2 separate regions of the Pan troglodytes genome follow, and region 2 is linked to region 1. The links are chromatin contacts, called in public HiChIP or PLAC-seq maps. All regions are on one chromosome and are shown on one strand. Each heading gives the region's core, a stretch centred on a gene start, on an enhancer-like site or on the middle of the called end of the contact. The rest is flanking DNA. Distances are from core to core; before and after follow the strand shown. Region 1 holds the start of DNM2 (dynamin 2). Region 2 holds the start of CARM1 (coactivator associated arginine methyltransferase 1).

Region 1 (2,986 bases), core at 450-2,949:
AAGTCTGTGAGGGGCACGGATGGGCGGCCAGACAGCAGAGGTCACCCTGGACAGCTAGCCAGACAGCAGGGGGCTGCCAGGTGGGACTGGACAGATGGACAACCAAATGGTGGTGGCAGGGAGGCTTGCCCAGGACAGAGAGACAGCCAACCAGACGGCGGGGGCAGCTCCAGATACAAGAACAAGCCAGCCAGACCGCAGGGGTCGCCCCAATAGATATCTAGATGGCCGGTTTCACCTCTGATAGACAGCCCGAAAGAGCAGAAGAGGGATCTACCCCAGACCCACGGCCAACCAGATGGCAGAGTTCACCCACGAAAGCTGGGACCAGATGGACCGCAGGGTTCCAGCGCACCTCCTGTCCTACGGCCCCCTGGCCCGTGACACCGCCCCTGGGGCCCGGGCCCGCTCCGGAGCCCCTGCAGGGAGTCCTCTGCCCAGGGCGTCCCACAGGGCCCGCCTCCCCGACCCCGTCCGGTTCCCCGCCGCGGGCACGCAAGCGCCGCAGTTACGCCGGCGGCGCACGGCGCGCCATTCCCGGTCCGCCCTCCGCGCCCTAGGCCGCCGCCCGCCCGCGATCCGTGCCGCGCCCGCTCACCGGCCCACGAAGTTCTCCAGCACCGAGCTCTTGCCGGCGCTCTGGCCGCCCACTACAGCGATCTGCGGCAGGTCCAGGTGGCAGCTCTGGCCGATGGAGCTGAAGGCGTCCTGCAGTTTGTTGACCAGCGGGATCAGCTCTTCCATCCCGCGGTTGCCCATGGCGCCGGCGGCCCCCGGCCCGAGCGCCCTGCGCTCCTCGCCTGCCGCCGACCCTCAACGACCTGGCCCCGCGGCGTCTGTAGCCGTTGCTCCCCGCCCGCCCGGGCCTCGGCAAGACGCCCGCTCCCGGCTCGGCCTCACGGTCGCCGCCTCATCCGGTTCTCAGGCGACACCCGACCCGAGCGACCTCCCGCCCCGGCCCCGGGGGCTGCGCCCAAAGCACTCGCGCCGCACGCGACTGGCCTGCTGCACCGCCACTCGGATACACTAGCCAATAAAAACTAGGCACGGGCCTATGGTTGAGTAAACCTTCCCCCTGGGGACCGTCTTGCTGACTTATTGGACAAAAGAACCGTCACTATTGTGCAACAGCCAATAGCGGCAGAAGGCAAGTTGTCAAGAGAGGAAGGGGGTGTTTCCGAAAAAGGCAGGTTGGCTCTGCCCATTGGCGAAGTTCCACCATCTTATTGGCAGGCAGACGTGCCAGTAGACAATGTGGACCAATGGTGTTGGGGATTGAGCTACTACCTCGTTCCCTAAGAATTTCCCATTGGTTCATATAAATATCACTTCGTTGCTCCAGCCAACCAGGCAAAAGAGGGCGGGCTTTAACATCCGAATCTTGACTATCATTGAGAACCATATCTGTCAATCAGAAAAACTCCTGTTCTTCCTTGTGATTGTTGAATGTCTGCAACAGCCTTCTGAAGTATAGGATAGATCCCACCGTACTCGCTCAAGGGCGACACCTCGTGGTGGGATCCGATGTCTCGATTTTTTTAGTTTCCTGGCACTGGGGAAAACTACAAGTCCCAGAGCGCATCTCAGTTCCCAGACTGCAAACCAGCTCTGGGAGCAGGGTCCCAATGCGCTCTGCAAATGGTAGAGGCCAAGTCATTGCTTCCTAGGGATAGAACGCAATAAAATCACTCCTCCACGCCTTTGCAAATGCTGTGCCCTTTCTGCTCACGCCCGATCTTGACGCCGCTAACACTCCAATGTTTTCCCCCACTTCTTCAACTTTAGCAGATCATGAATCTTTTTTCTTTTCTTTTTTTGAGGCGGGGTACTCACTCTGTCACCCAGGCTGGAGTGCAGTGGCGCGATCTTGGCTCACTGCAACCTCCGCCTCCCCGGTTCAACCAATTCTCCTGCCTCAGCCTCCCGAATAGCTGGGATTACAAGTGTGAGCCACCACGCCCAGCAAATTTTGTATTTTTAGTAGACGGGGTTTCACCATATTGGCCAGGCTGGTCTCGAACGCCTGGCCTCAAGTGATCCGCCCGTCTTGGCCTCCCAAAGTGTTGGAATTACAGGCGTGAGCCACCGCGTCTAGCTAATGAATCTTCTTTTCTTAGAAACTGGGTCCTTACTCTGTTGCCCAGGCTGGGGTGCAGTAGTGCACTCATAGCTCAATTCAACAAGCACCTGGGCTCAAACGATCCTCCCGCCTCAGCGTCCCGAGTAGCTGGAACCACAGACGTGCGCAACTATGCCCAGCTAATTATTTTTATTTTATTTTTTATAGAGACAGGGTCTTGCTGTGTTGTCCAGGCTGGTCTCAAACTCCTGCGCCCAAACGACCCTCACAGGCCGGCCTCCCAAAAGTGCTGGGATTACATGTGTGAACCCCCCCAACTGGCTTTGGATCTTTTTGAGTACCCACTAAAACTCAACAAATCCTCTCCCCGTGAAAAGACACGCTATTTTGTAGGCAAAATTGGGGTTCTGGGAACTGGAACTCCTGACAGTGGACAGAGACAAATAGGAGGATTTGAAGTGTTTTGACCCCTCTGGAGACAAATAGGCCAGAGACAAGGAAACCCAGTGAGAAGGCAGGAGCAGGTAAGTGCTCTGACCTGAGGCAGCACAAGAAGATGGAGAAAGAGGAGGAGGGTGGCTCATGGCATTTGCCTGTTTTGTGACCCAAAACCCCAGGTCTCAAAGAAATAGGCAAAAAGCGCCAGGTGCGGTGGCTCATGCCTGTAATCCCAGCACTTTGGGAGGCCAAGGAGGGCAGATCACCTGAGGTTAGAGGTTCGAAACCAGCTTGGCTAACATAGTGAAACCCCGTTTCTACTAAAAATACAAAAAATTAGCCAGGCGTGGTGGTGCGTGCCTGTAATCCCAGCTACTTGAGAGGCTGAGGCAGGAGAATCGCTTGAACACGGGACGCAGAAGTTGCGGTGAGCTGAGATCGCACCGCTGCACTCCAGCCTGGGCAACA
Region 2 (3,131 bases), core at 34-2,533, 150 kb before region 1:
GACCCAAGCCAGCTAGAGGCCTCCTGAGGGGTTCCCCAGGGCATCAGTGCAAGAAGCCCTGAAAGACAAAGCCAAATGACACAGAGTAGCAAAATGTGAACAAGGAATCAAAGAGAAGAGATAAGAAGGAGTAACAAGAAGAAGAATGAACTACAAAGACTGGGAGCGGGGGTGAGGGGTGCTGGCAAACACATTTGTGATTTTCTTTTCCCCCCAGTGAAATGTCAGTTTTGAAAGCAGCTTCGGAAAATGTAACCAGCTTCTCACATCCCCCAAAAGAAGATGGGAGGAGGCTGTTACCTCTTACTTCGAAGCCCGGCATCAGGAAGGGGCCCGTCCCGTCCACGTTTCCACGAGGAGCTCACCCTGCGGCTCCCACCGTCCTCGCATGGGCCCTCTCCCCAGATCCTGAAGTTTCCCATTCGGGGGTCCTGAACACCACACCTTGCACAGCGGTGGAACTCGGTACTCGCGGGCGCCCCAGACCAGCAAACACTTTCCGACCGTCCTGAGCTATCCAGGGGGTCCCCAGAGGGATCCCGGGCCGCCCACGCCCCACCCTCCTCCCTGCAGAGGCGGCCACGCCCGCCCCCGAGACGCCCACCTCTCCCGCACCCCGGACCTCCCTCCCCCACGCTTAAGCCCCCCACGCCTGGCGTCCTCCAAATTCCCCTTCCACTCAGAGCCCCCCACTTCCTGCTCACCCACCCCTCCCAAATCTCAGGCCCTTCACTCCCCATTTCGCGCTTCCTTGCTCACTCTGGGCACCTTGCCCCTCCGGCCACCACGCACGCCCTCTTTTCTCTGTCTGTCCCCTGGCACTGGCCCTCCACGGTCGCTCCCTGCAGGCCACCGGCTCAGTCCCGGGGACCCCACGCCAGGCCCCCGCGCTCAGGGCCCCTCCCCGCCGGCCCCCGCCCCGGGCCGGCCTCGTGCGCAGCCCCGGCCCTGCGCCTGCCCCGGGGCCCCGTACTCACGGCTGTAGAGGGCGATGCCCGCCGCGTCCGGGCCGGCGCGCACCTCGAGGCGCAGCGCCTGCTGCTCCGCGTGCCGCTGGATCTCGCCGTTCGCGTCGCCGATGGTGAGGAGGCGGGCGCCGGGGAACACCGACACGGTCGCGCAGGGCCCCGCGCCGCCCGGGACCGCCGACCCCGCGCCGCCCGCGCCCGGCCCCACCGCCGCCGCCGCCGCTGCCATCTTAGATCCGGCTCCAGGCCCCGCCGCCGCCGCCGCTGCGCCCGGGCCCAGGCCGCCGCCGCCGCCGCTGCCGCTACCGCCGCCGCAGCCGCCGTGCAGGCCGAGGCCGAGCCGGGCAGCGCCGCCTGCCGGCCACGCGCCGCCTCGCCGCCGCCGCCGCTACCGTCGCCGCGGCACGGCCCCGTGGCGCAGCGCCCTCTGCCGGCCGTCCTGGGCGCGGGGAGCTAGCGAGCGAACGAGAGGGCACCCCCGTGGGGCGGGACCGGCTACGCCCCGCCCCGCGAGAACGGTCGCCGCTTTGTGAGGTGGCTCCACCGCCCGGGAACTGCGGGGCGGGAGGGTGCGTCGGGGGCGGTGCTCGGGCGCGCGGGCACGCCCCTCGGAGGCCTGGGCCCCGCCCCCAGGCCGGCGCCTCATTAACGGCTGCTTTCGAGTGAGGCGGTGCGGGGACGGCGGGGGCGGTGCTCGGCCGCGTGGACACGCCCTGTACCCCGCCCCACACAAGCAGCCGCGCGTCGTGATGCGGCTTCCCTGCCCCGACCTGGACACGCCCCTGAGACTGGGCCCCACCCCCCCGGGCCCGCCCGGCTTTGTGAGGCAGCCCTCAGGGAGGCGTGGCCCAGCCGCGACGAGGCCCCGCCCCCGTGCCTGCCCGCGCCCTCCCACCCGGACTCGCTTTGTCAGCCGCCCCGCTCTGGGGAATGGGCGGGGGAAAGGGCGTGGCCAGCGCCCGGGCCTCTCCCCCAACCCTTCCCCCCACCGCCCCCGCACCGACGATTTCCGATGAGCCCTGGCCTCCAGGAGCAACCTGAGCCCAGTTGAAAGGACCCCTCCCCGACATTCGACCGCTCCTCCTCCCTTCCCCATCATCTCTGCCCACACTGCCTTCTTAATCCTTAATGTTTGACTGTCTCCTTTCGCACAAGATATCCTTTGACCCCCTCCTCTCTGAGCCCCTCCTCCAACGATGCTGAGTCCAGCCCGGCCCGGCGCAGGGCCCCTCTCCCGCCACACAAACCCGTCTTCTCTCTGCATCCCCCTTCATTTTGGGTGGCCCCATCTCTTTTGGGCGACCCAGTGAGCTTGGGCCACTTCCTAGCACTCCAGCTTTAACTCTTCCCTAGACCTCATTTACACCTCATTCCTTTTTTTTTTTTTTTTTCTTTGAGACGGAGTCTCGCTCTGTCTCCCAGGCTGGAGTGCAATGGCTCGATCTCAGCTCACCGCAACCTCCGCCTCCCGGGTTCAAGTGATTCTCCTGCCTCAGCCTCCCGAGTAGCTGGGACTACAGGCATGCTCTACCACGCCCAGCTAATTTTTTATTTTTAGTAGAGACGAGGTTTCACCATGTTGGTCAGGCTGGTCTTGAACTCCTGACTTCAGGTGATCCGCCCGCCTCGGCATCCCAAAGTGCTGGGCCTACAGGCATGAGCCACCGCGCCCGGCCCCTTTTGTTTTTTGAGACAGGGTCTCACTGTGTTGCCCAGGCTAGAGTGCAGTGGTGCCATCATAGCTTACTACAGCCTCAACCTCCTGGGCTCAAGCAACCCCCTGCCTCGGCCTCCCAAAGTGCTGGGATTATAGGTGTGAGCCACTGCGAGGGGCCCTCATTCTCCTTCATGTCCCTCACCCGTAGCCCCTGTCATTCCACCTCCTAAACCCTCTAATGCAAGTACCGTTGCAGAGACCCTGGCATGGCACTGCTGCACTCCCCACACCCCCAGGAGGCTCCGCATACACCACCCTGACTGCCCTTGAGAGATGCTTCAAATTTGGTGAATTCAGACACGCTCCATCCCCCAGCCATCCAACCATGGGATCCAGAGGTCCCCAGCTTGAAGGATTCCACTCCATAGAGGCCTGAGAACACCTTGACCCGTGTTATAATAACTTAAGCAAGCCAGCAGGCAGACACACAACACACCCAAGGGCAC

Evidence for each region. HiChIP or PLAC-seq counts read pairs in DNA pulled down with a chosen protein or histone mark.
Region 2: an H3K4me3 HiChIP or PLAC-seq map of stem cell-derived excitatory neurons shows a contact between it and region 1, with 8 times the contacts expected there. The contact joins the promoter of CARM1 here to the promoter of DNM2 in region 1. A contact is called at or near these places in 1 of 7 Hi-C or Micro-C datasets (stem cell-derived neural progenitor cells) and 1 of 1 datasets of contacts at active chromatin or transcription factors (stem cell-derived excitatory neurons).

Annotation. Positions count from the first base shown.
Region 1 is chr20:13,444,707-13,447,692 of NHGRI_mPanTro3-v2.0_pri, reverse strand. DNM2 (dynamin 2) reads right to left here and starts at 1,699. Exons shown (of 20, transcript XM_063801180.1): 1 at 599-1,699. The coding sequence starts at 759.
Region 2 is chr20:13,597,642-13,600,772 of NHGRI_mPanTro3-v2.0_pri, reverse strand. CARM1 (coactivator associated arginine methyltransferase 1) reads right to left here and starts at 1,283. Exons shown (of 16, transcript XM_016935026.4): 1 at 978-1,283. The coding sequence starts at 1,197. C19H19orf38 (chromosome 19 C19orf38 homolog) reads right to left here. Exons shown (of 8, transcript XM_024351397.3): 8 at 3,059-3,131.